Regions from separate parts of the Mus musculus genome. Here regions 1, 2, 3 and 4 are each linked to region 5. Evidence: chromatin contacts called from public Micro-C and promoter capture Hi-C data. All regions are on one chromosome and are shown on one strand. The core of a region is the stretch at or near the end of the contact, and the rest is flanking DNA. Distances in the headings are between cores, read along the strand shown. Region 1 holds the start of Tmcc3 (transmembrane and coiled coil domains 3). Region 2 overlaps Gm33377 (a long non-coding RNA gene). Region 3 holds the start of Cep83 (centrosomal protein 83). Region 4 has its middle 21 kb from the start of Gm32827. Region 5 holds the start of Cradd (CASP2 and RIPK1 domain containing adaptor with death domain).

Region 1 (2,700 bases), core at 17-2,516, 810 kb before region 5:
ATCTATATTTATGTATATGTATGTATGTATATGTATCTATATTTCTCTATATAGATATGATACACATTGCACTTTCAATAAATGGTAGAACACTATATTCTCCAGCACCTTGCTTTTCTTCACTTAACTATACATGCTAGAAATGACTCCACAGAGGGCCATCGCAACTGCTACACTTGTCTAATACTCCACTAAGTCGACATGCTTGGTTCCCTGGTCTCCTTGTGAGTGAATGACACATAGGTCAGGTTGTCCTCAGTCTTTGAAAAGGCCTCCTATCGAGAGTTCTTTATCTTTCATCAATGCCTCTCACAGGACTATCAGATAGATGTCTTAGACTTCCATCCTGATCTTGTCAACTTCTGGTTCAGGGAGCCCAGCAGCTTGCCAAACACCCACAGAACAAAGCTGAACTTAATGTTGAAAGTACATTCCCCCCACCCCCTACCCCCGACTCTCCGTTCTTCTACCTGATCCCTTTTTGCCTGAAGACACCCACTAAACCGACACCTTGAGGGTCCCCTCCCCCACCCCCACCCAACGCACAGACCTGTTTTCTCTCAGCCAGCTAGGGGGATAAACACCTCCTCCCCTCCCTGTAGGCAGATCACACTGCACTCTGAGCCTGTTAGGATCAGTGATTTAAAACCTGCCAATCCGGTCTCAGGGGCACGTCTCACGAAACCACTGGACCTTGTGTAGTTAATTTGGGGGTTAGGCAACCGATACCGCATTGATTACCAATCAGTACTTTTTCTCTTCAGATTCCAAATTCCTTGTGGGCAGGGAGCACTCGCTGGGACTAGAGAACGCTCAAGTGGAAAGATGTCCCGGTTTCAAAGTAGCTTACAACACAGTGAGTCACACAAGCACAATTAAGATACACAACACAGTGGGAGTGCCGCTCCGTGGAATACTAGATGGGAAAATGCCCCTCCGTCCTGGAATCCTTAGCCCACTGTCCAGGTCCAGGAAAGCTGTCCAGCAAGTAAGTGTGCCTGTTGAGTGAAATATGTATATATATTTCATTAAGGCATCCGGCAACCTCCTGTGTGCTCAAACCCGTCTTTTTTATCACACTCAAGTGGGTCCATAACCTGTGCCAGCGTCGCTCATCTGAGCCGGGAGAGGCGTGGGAGCGCGTGGGCCCCGTTCGCAGGCAGGGAGGGCAGCTGAGCCCGGCACCTGGAGCGGGTCTAGGCGCCGCGCGGGCGCAGGGGCGGGGAGCGGGGAAAGGGGCGGAGACTGTCGCCCGCCTCCCCACCCGGGCGGCGGCGCAGGGCCGCGGGGTGTCGGCAGCAGCTGCAGCGGCCCGCGCCACCCCCTCGGCCGCGGCTCCGGGGCGAGGGTGAGCGGAGCACGGCGAGCAGCTGCCACCCGGCGCCGAGTGGAGCGGCAGCCCCGGAGGACGCAAAGTTGTCAGTCTAAGCGCAGACATGCCGGGCAGCGACACGGCGCTCACCGTGGACCGGACCTACTCAGACCCCGGCCGGCACCACCGCTGCAAGAGCCGGGTGAGGGCGCGCGCAGGGCGGCGCGGGGGTGCGAGTCTGCGTGGGGAGGGCGCGGGCCGGGTCGGCTCGGAGGCTCAGCACCGTAGAACCCAACGCCGGCCTCTCCCGGCCGGGAAGGTCCGGGGAAAACCTGCGGCCCGGGGACGCTGGGCCACCGCTGGAATCGGAGGCTAGCCAGTCCTATTCCACGACGGTGTCGCCGGGCTCTCCTCCCCGCCAGAGAGCGCACGCTGCCTGCCGGGTCCCCGGGACTCCCAGGGTCTGGCTCCCTCCCGGCACAGCCACCTGCAGGGCTCTGCATTGCTGCTGCGTCCCCTGCCTGGCAGCTGAGTCCCCTGCACTGTACGCCCGGGACGCGCTGCCCAGGTCAAAAGTCGATCTCGGCATGGACGCTCCGGAGTTGGGAGCCGTGCAGAGCGGGTGCCTTCGCCACGGTTTGCAGCCTAATTTGCTGTTGCTGATTTTGGCTGTGAGCGAAAATAGCTCTTCTGAGCAAGCTGTGGAGACCGGCCATGGAGGGCTTCACTATAAAGACGGAGGCCACAGCCCCAGCTCTGGGCCCCTCCTGAGGAACACTTTCCCTTTTGGGAAGCTCAAGTGTCCAGCAAGGATGTGACACCCCCCCCCCCATCCCTTCTTTTGACGGACTAAAGTGCCATTTGAAACAGCACCTCCTCCACTCTGGCAGGCGGCACCTGGAGTTGTTCTCTGAGCCTCCCAACTTCTGGCTTGTCCGAGGAACTGGGGATTCGATGTCGGCTTTCTTGTATAAAGTTCGTAGAGATAGACCGGGCAGAGTTTCTACCCTTCCACCTCTAAGATCAAGTTGCGGCCATAAGTGATAGGCATATGCAGGGGTCCCTTATATATAATGTGGGTATGCAGTCACAATTTGAAACAGTAGTCGATTCTCCCAGAAGTGGCATGTTTACCTCATTTCTCTTTTCACTTTAGCGCCTCTTAATCAATTTAGGAAAAATGATTAAAAAAAAAAAACCCACAAATTTAATGAGTTTGGTGGAATCGCTCCTGCATCGACCGACTCTTTCTCGGTTTCATTAGAAGTTTCATAACAGTGCACCAGGAAAGTATTCCCAAACTCCCTAAGAAAAACATTTAGAGTTTTGGTTACCTGCAGTCAGAAGTTTGCTTGGGAGGGCAACTACTCGCGAACCCAGCTGACTGA
Region 2 (2,700 bases), core at 25-2,524, 560 kb after region 5:
AATACGGATCTAAGCTTGCGGGTAGGAGAGTGTAGATTTGTTTGGAACGCTATTTTTCTGACACCAGAGCTGGAACTCAGGGCAAATGTTCTTCTACTACTGTGCTGTATCTCCAGCCTGGTTTTGGGGTTTTTTGACATAAAATGTGCGCGTGTGCGCGTGTGCGTGTGTGTGTGTTGGCTTCTGAAAAGGTTTCTACACTCCTAAGAGACTTAGCTATGTGTAGTAGTGCTCACTTTTGATCCTAGTACTCAGGAGGCAGAGGCAGGTGGATGTCTGTGAGTTCGAGGGCAGTTTGGTCTTTAGAATGTGTTCCAGGACAGCCAGGGCTGGAGGAAGACCAAGTCTTAAAACAAACAAACAAAGACTCACTAGAAAAAGCAGCACTTTTAACTTGGGCATGATTCTTAGACCCCCCCCCCCCCCCCAGGACATGGTTACCGTGGTAAAGACAGCAGAGCAAAAGTTAGGAAAAGAGATAAGTTTTTGATAATAAGATTGAGCTATGGAATAAAAATGCCCACCTGAGTCCACCACAGCACAGATTTCTTGTTGTGTTAGATCATAAACTTATCTTCTTTTGAATAGTTTGGTGAATAAATTGGTGGGGTTTTTTTAAATCTCTTTTTTTCCCTTAAAGACTGATATTGGACTCTCCATAACCAGGTAAAGCCATTCTGGGTAATGGATCAATACCTCATACACAAGCATATGGATAAAAGAAAAAAAATTGGGACCTATTTTGTAATCAGTAAAACCACCCATGTCAAGACACACATTTTATTCTGGAAAATCAGTGAATTTCTTGCTAGGGAAAGTAGTAGACATCAAATGTGGGGCTTTAGCAAACAGCTGATCAAATATCAGCTGAGCTGTGATAGTTTTAGTCAAGACTCAGAATGGTTGAGGAAGATGTAATGATGAAGAAAGACAAGAAACTGGGCGAGGAGAGAACTGGTTGACAAGCACAGCCTCTGAAAGGTCCTGCGGCAAAACCTCAGAAAGAAATTCCAAGTTGTCATTTGTGACAACTTGGATGGACCTGGAGAGGGTTTTACTACATAAAGGAAGCAAGGCACACAAAGACAGAATATGCGGGAATTAGCACAATCTGCATATATGTGGTTAAGAGTTTAAGGAGAGACAACAGTTAAACATGCAGAATAAGGCTTGTTCTTTGTCTTTATGTGTTCTTTGCAGAGTAAGGTTTTGAGAACACTATTGCACCCATTGTAATGGTTTATCTTGGTTGTCAACGCAGTAGGATCTGGGATCAATTGAAAGTCACAATTCTGGGTGGGTGTGAGGCTATTTCCTGGAAGGATACAGTGAGAGAGGAGGCATGCACCACCCCGCCCCCACCCAGCGGGCAACACCTTCTGTGGCAGGACAGATAGAAAGGAGAAGGGGGAAAGGATATCGCTTTTGCTTGGTGGCCTCTCTCCTCACTGGGGCTTCTATCTACTCCATCAAAGCCCAGCTCATCCAGTCTTCCAACATGGACAGAATCCTCCAGGCTTTCATCACCACATAGAGGGTTGCTGGAACCTCAGCTTCTTTGACTCAACAGCTATCAGTTGTTAGCCTCTTGGATCTATGCATGGCTGTTGTCTTGCTACCCAGTTCCTACAGTGTAAGCTGATCTAGTAAATCTCTGTGGTATGCACTCATTCCATCCATTCCGTTCCTCTAGAGAGCTCTGACTAATACACCTATAATCCCAGCACTTGTGGAAACAGGAAGGCTGGAATTTCAAGGCCAGCCTCGGTTATGTACGCAGCAAGTTTGACAAGGTTGTGGCCAGCATGAGACCCTGTCTCAAAAATCAATTAGTAAGCAAGTGGATAAATAAACACATTGTTAGGTAAATGTAAAAGTCAGATATTTTTCACTAGAAAGAAAAAGTACATATTAGAGCTGAAAACCATGATAATTGACCAAATTATTCTACATCATATTCACAATCATTTGTATGTACTGTATAAAAACATAGAATTTATTATTAACATTATTATTATTACCACAATCTGCATACAGAGAGGTAACTGGTGACTACAAGAGGCCAAGAGTTGAACAGGAAGACAATGTATGCAGAATAAGGCTTGTTCTTTTTTTTTTTTTTTTTTTTTACATGTTCAATAAAGAGTAAGGCTGGGAGAACAGTGGTATGCCTATAATTGTTATAGGCCTATATATATTACCTATACTACATATATTATGTATATGTACTATATATACTATATATTATATATGTATACATTATGTATATGTACTATATTATTATGTACTATATATTATACGTATATATTATGTATATGTACTATATTATTATGTACTATATATTATATATATTATATACTATGTATATTATGTATATCTATTATATACTATGTATATTTACTCTCTATATACATACATACATACATACATATATTATAATATGATATTATGACAGATCCCAATAGGTAGTGGGCCACAAAATAAAGAGTATAAAGGAGCATAGTTTAATAACAATGTTAGAACACACCATAAATATGGACAGTGTGGCTAAAATCAGGTGCAAATCATGAAAGGGCAGGGTCAGTCAGTTGACAGAAGACCCACCATGTTACAGGCTTCTAATGTAGTGGTTCTCAACCTTCCTAACACTGTGACCCTTTTAATACAGTTCCTCATGCTGTGGTGGCCACAACTATAAAG
Region 3 (2,700 bases), core at 8-2,507, 630 kb before region 5:
CTTCAGTTGTTAGTCATCTCTCCAGTCTTCTCCTCACTTTCCAGTGATTCTATTTTATTTAATTTATTTTATTTTTTTAACGGATATTTCCACTGGTTACAAATGATTTGATTTGATTTCAGGATCTGGGGAATCCGTAACGCCTAATTGAATTTACAGAACTAGGGATTAAGATAATCTATAAAAATGCTGCGGCACTTGATATAGGACTGTTCAGCAAATTGTTACTGTCAATGTCTCTCACACACACAGGACTTCTGCTTTCTCTATTCTGATCGTGAATGTGTCTCCCACATACCTCCTTTATATAACCTACCCATAATAGTATGCACCCTCATTTCTAGAAAAAATGGTGACAGCTCAGTTACCACTCTACCCAGAGCCCGGATCTAGTCATCTCCTGCATGTTCATGAGAGGTGAAGATAAGCTGTGCTTCATAATGCACTGTGGCGATCCAAGGCCACAGTATGGAGGCACTCAGCAAGCATGGGTATAGACGGGATGCATGTTTCTCCCATCGCCCACCCTGAAACGCGAAAAGCCTAATTTACCTTAGCTTTTAGGTCACAAATATTATCAAAGCTGTCACCAAGTGTCAATTTAGTTTGCAGCCTGGAGACCAGGAGCCCACCCTGTTATATTACCCCTAAGAGCAGGCGGGCCTACAGGATGGGCCTGGGGCAGGAAGGAGGTCCTGACCTGACTTCCCTGGTGGCAAGCTGGGGGCGACTCCGCACTCACAGGCTGACTGGGTGCCAGAGCCCGGAAAATCCGCCCAGCAGGCACGATGACAAGGCGGGCGGGAACAGAGGTGGCGGCGAAGAGCACCGTCCAAGCCCTCCGAGAAGGAAGTGTGACAAGGGCACAGAGTCCCTCAGCCCACCGGGAGTCGGGCGTGAGGTGACATCTGCCGTTCCCCGGGCTCGCGGGCTTCGGTGCGGCCCACAGGGACGTCCCAGAGTGGCATCCTCACTTTTTTTTTTCCCCCACAGCGGCAACAGCTACCCGCGTAACCGTCAGCCCGCTCCTCTCACCAACGGCTCGGACCTTGGGCGGCGCGCGGTGCTGATGACGTAGGACGGGGAGGCGGGACTTCCTGCCTCGCGCCTCGCCGGGGCTCGGGACGCGCGCGGTCCGCTCGGGAGTGGCGGACGGCGGGCTGAGGGGGCGGCGTGTCGGCCGAGGAGGGCGGGCCGCGGAGGAGGAGCCGGCCTTGCAGCCGCCGCCCTCTCAGCCCTCCGAGTTTCCCGGGCTACCTCAACCTTTCCCGAGGCGTGGGTGCCCTCGCGGACCGTCCGGCTCCTCGGTTCGCCTCCAGCCCCGCGGCGGCAGCGGCCGCTTGGACCGCTCCGGGCCCCACACCCCAGCCGGTGGGACCGTCCCGAGCCCTCGGCCCCAATGCCTGGGAGAGCAGAGCGGAGTGGGTGGCGGTGGTTGGAGCTGTGCCGGGGGCTCCCGGTGGCGAGCGCGGCTGCTGTGCTGGGGCGAGCAGCGGGGACCGTGTGTGAGTTTGGTAAGTCACCTCTCTTCTTTTTAGGCGTGCTGGGCGTCTGCTTGGAAGCCTGCGGCACTCCGCGCCCGCCCTTGGACCCGGGTTTTGTTTCCTGGTGAAGCAGTGTTAGCCGGTGTTAGGAAGGCAGGCCCTGAGATGAGTTCTGGATGCAAGGTTTTTCTTTTCTTTTTCTTTTTTAAAGCACGTGAAACTCCTTTCGGGGCTCTTTGGTGCACTGCGGCACGGTAGCCAGCGGAGTCATGGGGTTAGTGTAAAGCACCTCTAGGTTAATTGGTGGGGGAAAAGCCACGCTGTCATCATTTTCCTTGTCCTTAAAGGTAGTCATAGCAGTGAGGTTTGCGGATGTTGCTGAGGTAAGGTCTGAACTGTGGGAAGTGTATTTTGGGCTTGGTACTTTGGCAAGTTCTTAGTCCAGTTTCTGACTATGATAAAAAGACTCTTGGCTTTTTAAAAATGCCCTAGAGGGCATTTAAGTGTCTTTAAGTCTTTGCTTACCTTCTAATTATCAGACCACTTTCTTCTCGAACATGTTGAGGATCAGGCTAAATTTGTTCTGATGATTTTTTTTTAAATATGTAGTGAATTCATAATATGTTCAGGCTGTTAGTATAAAGTACTAAACTGAGATTTAAAGTACCGAGTAGGTTGTTAAAGCCGTGCTTCTGTTACCAAGCAACATCACCGTAAACAAGTCTAATATTCAACTAGAACATAAGTAAATGTGGCCTGTTAATCTGAGTTTGGAGCGAGTTGGAGCTCTTCAGATTTATGCTTTTAGTTTATAGGTGGCTACATTTGTTGCCTTTTGTAGTCAGATTTCAAATAAATTTTATCTAGAATTATTAGAACACTTTGATTGTTTTTGTTGTCACACAAGACTATGGAGAGTTGTAAATGGATTTGAGTTCTTTTTGGTTGTTACATATTCCGGAGTATGCTGGGTATTTCTCTTTGAGTATTTCTTTTCTAATGAGATAAAGTATGCAATCTGTATTTAATAATATTCTTAAATAAAAAGATTATAGCAATTTAGAGTTACATACATTTGAGAGATTGTGAAACAGTACAAGTTTTTAAGCCTTGGCTTAGCAGTAGCCTTGGTCTACATTTGTTGAACCCTTAGTGATATAACTTGAATGGTAAACTAAGTTTTTATTTTAATTTACTTTATTAAGTGTTCTGTTTG
Region 4 (2,700 bases), core at 198-2,697, 920 kb before region 5:
CCCCTAACAAAGCCCCACCTCCTAAACTGTCCCAAACAGTGCCACCAACCAGGGATCAAGCGTTCAAATGCCCTAGGCTGTGGGAGGTACTTCTCAATCCACCACAGGAACTAAGAAAGAAAGCAACATCAAGCCGTCAGACCAGACTTATCAGCCATGTTCAGCTTCTCTGACCGCCTATCTGAGGCACATCAGCTTCTCTGCTCTTCATCTACTGTCTTCAGGTCACCTCTGCCAGAGGCATAACAAACAATATGGCAGCTTCAGAGGAGAAAGACCCGGGGAGGAGAAAACATTGGGGGGGGGGGGGTGATCGGGAAGCTAACCCCCTCTCCTGTTACGTTTGCAATGAGAGCTGTAAGAAACCCTAGAAATATTCCTGATGAACCCCTGCTCTCTTCCAAGGAGATGGGGAGGCAGAGACACATGTCCCCAAAGGCCACTTCCTTTCCAGTCGTCATTTAGAGAGGGGCACTTACTCTACTCATAGAAGTCCCCATCCTGTGAAGCCTTCTCCACTCACCTCTCTTTTCAGAGACTGAGTTCCACCTAACGGAGCCTTCCCAGCACACAGGGCATCCTGCAAGCCCACCTCCTGCAGGGGAATCTGAGCCTGTAGCTGAAGGACTCCTGAGCAGGTTTCTTGCATCTCACAGAGAGGTGATGTCCCCATGTCTCTTCCAAACAAATGCAAGATTGGTTTCCATAGCAAATACTGTATTTTTTTTCCTACCTGTATGAACTGGAAGTCCGTTGCCTTCCTTGTAAGCTGAATCTTTTTGCAAAAAGTCCCAAGCTGACCCTTGCCAAGGGAGTTTGCTGTCCAAGTACAAGAAACAGACACACAAGAAGAAATAAATATTATTGGTGGCATAGATTTGCAGTTTCTTAACTCTCACAGAACTCAGGCCTGAACAAGCATAAGTTACCTGGGCGTTGTCCAGAGAGACAGCTGAAGTGGAGAAACAAGAGGAAACTAAGAAATAAATAAAAAAGCAACCAAGACTCAAAGTTCAGATTAGATGAGGAGAGAGTAATTCTAACTCCCTAACAGAAACCGGCACCAGAGGGTCTCCTGTCCTTCAAAGAGGGGTGTGTATCAGGGTCCAGTGCACGGGACAGCTGCTTCATCGCTCCACAGTTGCTTAAGGGCTGTCTTATGCTGGAGGGATGGAACGCTCGCTCTGCATGATAGCAAGGGATTGAACTGATACTGTTTGTGAAGATAAACAAAAGATGGGTTTCTCTTTAAGGAAACACTTCTAGGAACCAATGTAAAGGACTATGTGTGTGGAGAGGCAGTGTGTCTCTTGCCCGCCTCTGACTCAGTTGCCAGATATTCATCCTTCAGTATCTTAAAGGGGCCAACCCCTTCTGCACCCTGTAGCTAGCTCTGCTTGGAACACTCTGTGTGTAACCCTGCCAGAGTCCTGACTTCCCCTTTGACCTTTGAACCTGCTGAGTCACACACTTCCTTCAGGTCCCAGCCAGATTATCATAGCCACACACAGTGTTTTCCCGACCCCTTCTCTAAGGAAGTTCCTACTTGCCAGTGACCGTAACATTTTGTGCTTTCCTTTATAGCACTTACCAAATGTGTACATACATGTGTGGATCTGTGTGGATAGAGACATGTACTTATGCACATACATATACTTCATATGTGTGTGCACATACAAAGACAAAACACAATCAAAATTTGTGTGACTATTTATTTACTCTGTGTCTCAGCAGTAACCATGGAGCCCATTGCTTTATTCTATTTTCTGTGTGGCACCAGATACAGTAGGCACCAATAAGCATGCTGAATCCTATGGCTTCCGCTGCTACAATGTTTCTGAGTGTGTTGCTCCGAACTGAGCTGTCAGAAATGGTTGCAGGTGGACCTGCCTTCAGATCTTGATAATAACTGTACCAACTTGTATGGAAGGAACTTATTTTCCATTTACTTTTAATTCTTCTGATTTTGTCAAAGAGAAAAACTTGTTTGGGACAATGGCTATAACACCTGCCAGGCTAAAAAGAGAGATAGATGAATGGTAGGTAGGTTGATAGTTAGTTAGATAGATAGATAGATAGATAGATAGATAGATAGATAGATAATGATATAGATGGATACAGATAGAGGATAGATAGAAATAGAAGAAAGGAAGGAAACACACACACAGAGATACGGGGAGAGAGAAAGACAGACAGACAGACAGACAGACAGACAGACACTGGTTGGTCTTCAGCAAGCAACACTAGGCAGAATGTAGTAATTTGATTTTCATGTTTCATGTCCTTTATTCGTGGCAAGAAATACTGATGTTTTCCCTCAGGGAAGTGATCCCAGCCTTCAATTTAAAATAAAACCCAAATAGCTGGGCTTGGTGGCGCACACCTTTGATCCCAACGCTCAAGAGACAGAGGCAGGTAAATCCCTGTGTTCAAGGCCAGCCTGGACTACAGAGTGAGTTCCAGAACAGCCAGGGCTAGACAGAGAAACCCTGTCTTTACAAAACAAACAAATGAATGGCTAAATAAGGCAAAATCAAGTAAGTTTATCTGATAAAATATTGAGGTAATGTTTGTGCTACAGGCGGTTCTTGAAAGGTCTACAACTTGGAATCACTTGGTTCTGGGTAGAGACTAGGGGCGACCTCCTCTGGCTTTTCTCTGCCTTTCCTCCCTGCATTGCTAGTACCATATTTCTTGGCT
Region 5 (2,700 bases), core at 195-2,694:
TGTTGCCAAAGGGCTCAGATTGACCTGGCTCTCCGATGAGAACAAGCCTCCCATGTGACTTGCCAAGTTCCCCTGGAAGCATGTCTAAATTGTACTCTCAGTTCCCTCCTTAACCCCTCAGCCTCAGGGTTCATGTTCCCTTCCTTCCTCGAGTTTCCTAACACCGCCTCCTCGTCTTGACCCTCCGACGCCATGCCCTCTGCATCCAAACCGTTGCCCATGCTCGTGGCCCTGGTCCCTCCTAAAAGACCAAATTCCAATCCACTGGGCATGGTTGCAACACTTCCAGAGCTGTTTTGAGGGGATCTCTTTGGGGCCTACCTGTAGGCAGCTCGGCTGTGACTTCCTCTCTCGCCTTCTCCAGCTTCTCTCTTACCCAGGGAAATTCCTGGAGGGAATCGAGGAAGGTGTCAAAAGCTTTGGGGCCCCTGGAAGGCAGGATGTCCAGCAACAGCATTGTCTTCCGGAGGCCTGTGGTTTGAGCTTTGATTTCTTGAATGTGGTTTTCTGTCAAAATTCCTTCCTGGTAAAGGTACTGAAGAACCAGTCCTTCCACCAGTACCTCGGCACCCAGCTCCAGACGCAGGGAGCGGAGTACCTGCTTGTCTCTGGCTTCCATTTCTTCCTGGAAAGAGCCAAAATGAGCACCTAGGTTTCAGGAATGCTGATGGACACCCCCCCCCCCAAAGTCAGTGTATTGCTGCAAACTCATTAATGAGCACCTCAAAAATCAGTCAGGTCTTTATATCTTAAGAGGCTGCTGAGCCACGGTGTTTCCTAAGCGGCTGTTAAGCCAAACCACGGATATTTCAAACACTTCCCGGCATAATGAACGACACTCATTATGGATGTTTCTACCTCTGCTTCTCACGATAATGGGGCCCTATTTCAATTCCTTGTGCAGTAAGAGAGCCAACAGAAAACAGATCTGATCCCTTACTTAAAATGCAATCCCTAAGGATTACAGATTTATTAATCTATTTATATTATTATATAAAATTAAATGCTAGAAAATAGTGGATTTCAATATTGCTTTGCCAGAGTTAGTCCAGCACCCACGCTTTAGAAACTGCTAAAAAGCACCAGGGACATTTATTTATAGACCCTGACCAGCAATAGAAGACAGTCCGGAGGAAAGAAGTTTATAGAGCATTCAAAGAAAGGACAAGCACCCTCAAGAAAATGAGTGTTTGTGTGCCTTTACCGATAAGCCTCACAAGAATTCGGAATGTGGGTCGCAGTAGGGCCGTGAGCACGCATGCATGGGACACTGAATGAGCTCAGGTCGCTAGTGTGCTGCGGGGTGGCTTGCGGTGGCAATGAAGGCAAGGGGAGCAAGGGTGGCGGGCGGGGCTTCTGCCACCCTCAGCCCACACAAGCGGGACGTCGGATCCCAGCCTTGCTCGCGATCTTCCGCCAAATCGGGAGGTGGCAGGTGAGGAGGGCGTGGGTGACCGTTTTGTTTTGTTTTGTTTTGGCAGCGTGTTTCCATTTGGAACTTGTAAAAAGTTCCCTGTCTCGGCAGCTGAAAGCCGTGGTTGTGGCACAGTTAGAGCTACCGACGATTTTCACGGTAAATGAAGCCGCAGACTGTCCTCTCGGAGGAAACCGACCCCCGGCACCGCCACCCGAACCCCGGTCCAGCCCCCGGGAGAGCCGCGCAGGGGCGATGTCGCCACGGCGCGGGGACAGCGAGAGAAGATGGAGTCATCTTACTTACGTCTGCGACCACGTACCGTTTAAAAAAAAAAAAAAAAAGAATAACTAAAACTACAACCGGAATCCAGACTGCTAGGGAACCTGTACCATAAAGACCATCTTTGTTGAGGGCAAAAGTCCTAGACAGGAAGTATTGCGACCATCTTTGTTAAAGGCAAGAGCAGGAAGTGCTGTAGCCATCTTTGTTGAGGGCGCAAGACGTCAGGTTGAAGTTTGTTCCGCCATGTTTGCTGTGGGAAAAGAGGCACACTCTCCTACATTAAAAAAGAGAGAGAGTGGTTTAAAAACTCTAAGGCAGTAGTTCTCAATCTTCCTAATGCTTTGACCTTGTAATATGGTGTCCCCCAACCATAAAATTATTTTTGTTGCTACTTCATAACTAATTTTGCTATGTTATAAATCCTAGTGTAAACATCTGTGTTTTCTGATAAGTCTTACACTGCCACTGTGAAAGGGTTGTTACAGAGCCACAGGTTGAGAACAGGTGATCTACGTTATCTAAGTGAAAGAGTAAATGAATTGTTGAATCTTAACAGAAAAAACTCCATGAGAGCCTGACTATAATAAGCTAGTCAAAAGTTAATCTAGCAGTTAAGCCCTGAGTTCAACTCCCAGTAATATACACCTACATGCACAAATTACTTCATAAAATAAAACAATTAATAAACTCATTAATTAGTTGGGTGACATGTAACAAAAAGGATGTGTGTGCTAAAAAAATTTTTTGACAATAGAAAAAGAATATTTCTACCAGTACCTCCAGTTGAAAATAAAATATCTATAAACATATCAGTAGACACTTATAAATCTCCTTCCTCAACACCTTTCAACTGTATGTGCAAACTTACAATGCTAATATACTCCAGGGTTTCTATGCAGGCACTAGCTGTCTTACTGACAGTGTTTTTATGTAAGTGGTAGGAATTCTTTTTAGCATTTCAAATCATTGCAGTCTAGAGAAGCAGGAAAGTCAATTGTATC

What was found. Promoter capture Hi-C pulls out the DNA fragments that hold promoters and counts their contacts. Hi-C and Micro-C count contacts between places; a contact is called where the count stands out from the background.
Region 1: a contact with region 5 is called in a promoter capture Hi-C map of liver, with 2.7 times the contacts expected there. The contact joins the promoter of Tmcc3 here to the promoter of Cradd in region 5. A contact is called at or near these places in 1 of 39 promoter capture datasets (liver), 1 of 484 Hi-C or Micro-C datasets (the G1E-ER4 cell line) and 1 of 115 datasets of contacts at active chromatin or transcription factors (trophoblast stem cells).
Region 2: a Micro-C map of embryonic stem cells shows a contact between it and region 5, with 2.3 times the contacts expected there. The contact joins the enhancer-like site here to the promoter of Cradd in region 5. A contact is called at or near these places in 2 of 39 promoter capture datasets (neural stem cells and neutrophils), 2 of 484 Hi-C or Micro-C datasets (both in embryonic stem cells) and 4 of 115 datasets of contacts at active chromatin or transcription factors (bone marrow-derived macrophages, embryonic stem cells, microglia and 1 more).
Region 3: a Micro-C map of embryonic stem cells shows a contact between it and region 5, with 4 times the contacts expected there. The contact joins the promoter of Cep83 here to the promoter of Cradd in region 5. A contact is called at or near these places in 4 of 39 promoter capture datasets (the C10 cell line, the HPC-7 cell line, liver and 1 more), 3 of 484 Hi-C or Micro-C datasets (B cells, CD4 T cells and embryonic stem cells), 4 of 115 datasets of contacts at active chromatin or transcription factors (the 230-238 cell line, acute myeloid leukemia, astrocytes and 1 more) and 2 of 9 other capture datasets (adipose tissue and liver).
Region 4: a promoter capture Hi-C map of liver shows a contact between it and region 5, with 2.8 times the contacts expected there. The contact joins the enhancer-like site here to the promoter of Cradd in region 5. A contact is called at or near these places in 6 of 39 promoter capture datasets (the 3T3-L1 cell line, the SN4741 cell line, hippocampal neurons and 2 more) and 1 of 9 other capture datasets (adipose tissue).

The regions. Positions count from the first base shown.
Region 1 is chr10:94,513,591-94,516,290 of GRCm38.p6, forward strand. It overlaps Tmcc3 (transmembrane and coiled coil domains 3), which reads left to right and starts at 1,267. Exons shown (of 4, transcript NM_172051.3): 1 at 1,267-1,514. The coding sequence starts at 1,437. It overlaps Gm40743 (a long non-coding RNA gene), which reads right to left and starts at 1,289. Exons shown (of 3, transcript XR_871960.2): 1 at 1,098-1,289; 2 at 742-998.
Region 2 is chr10:95,882,652-95,885,351 of GRCm38.p6, forward strand. The region is part of intron 3 of Gm33377 (a long non-coding RNA gene); the gene reads left to right. Among named protein-coding and RNA genes, the nearest start is that of Gm24433, 15 kb to the right of the region's middle. Within about 2 kb of position 1,275, at least 35 of the 459 cell types and tissues checked have an H3K27ac peak or open chromatin away from gene starts, as enhancers often do. A contact at or near this core is called in embryonic stem cells and pancreatic cancer cells, where this site is marked.
Region 3 is chr10:94,687,533-94,690,232 of GRCm38.p6, forward strand. It overlaps Cep83 (centrosomal protein 83), which reads left to right and starts at 1,258. Exons shown (of 16, transcript NM_029852.2): 1 at 1,258-1,514. Cep83os (centrosomal protein 83, opposite strand) reads right to left here and starts at 1,081. Exons shown (of 3, transcript NR_015524.1): 1 at 701-1,081.
Region 4 is chr10:94,404,199-94,406,898 of GRCm38.p6, forward strand. It overlaps a transcript of Tmcc3 not described here. Among named protein-coding and RNA genes, the nearest start is that of Gm32827, 21 kb to the right of the region's middle. Within about 2 kb of position 1,448, at least 15 of the 459 cell types and tissues checked have an H3K27ac peak or open chromatin away from gene starts, as enhancers often do. A contact at or near this core is called in adipose tissue and liver, where this site is marked.
Region 5 is chr10:95,322,265-95,324,964 of GRCm38.p6, forward strand. It overlaps Cradd (CASP2 and RIPK1 domain containing adaptor with death domain), which reads right to left and starts at 1,445. Exons shown (of 3, transcript NM_001330138.1): 1 at 1,205-1,445; 2 at 322-625. The coding sequence starts at 619.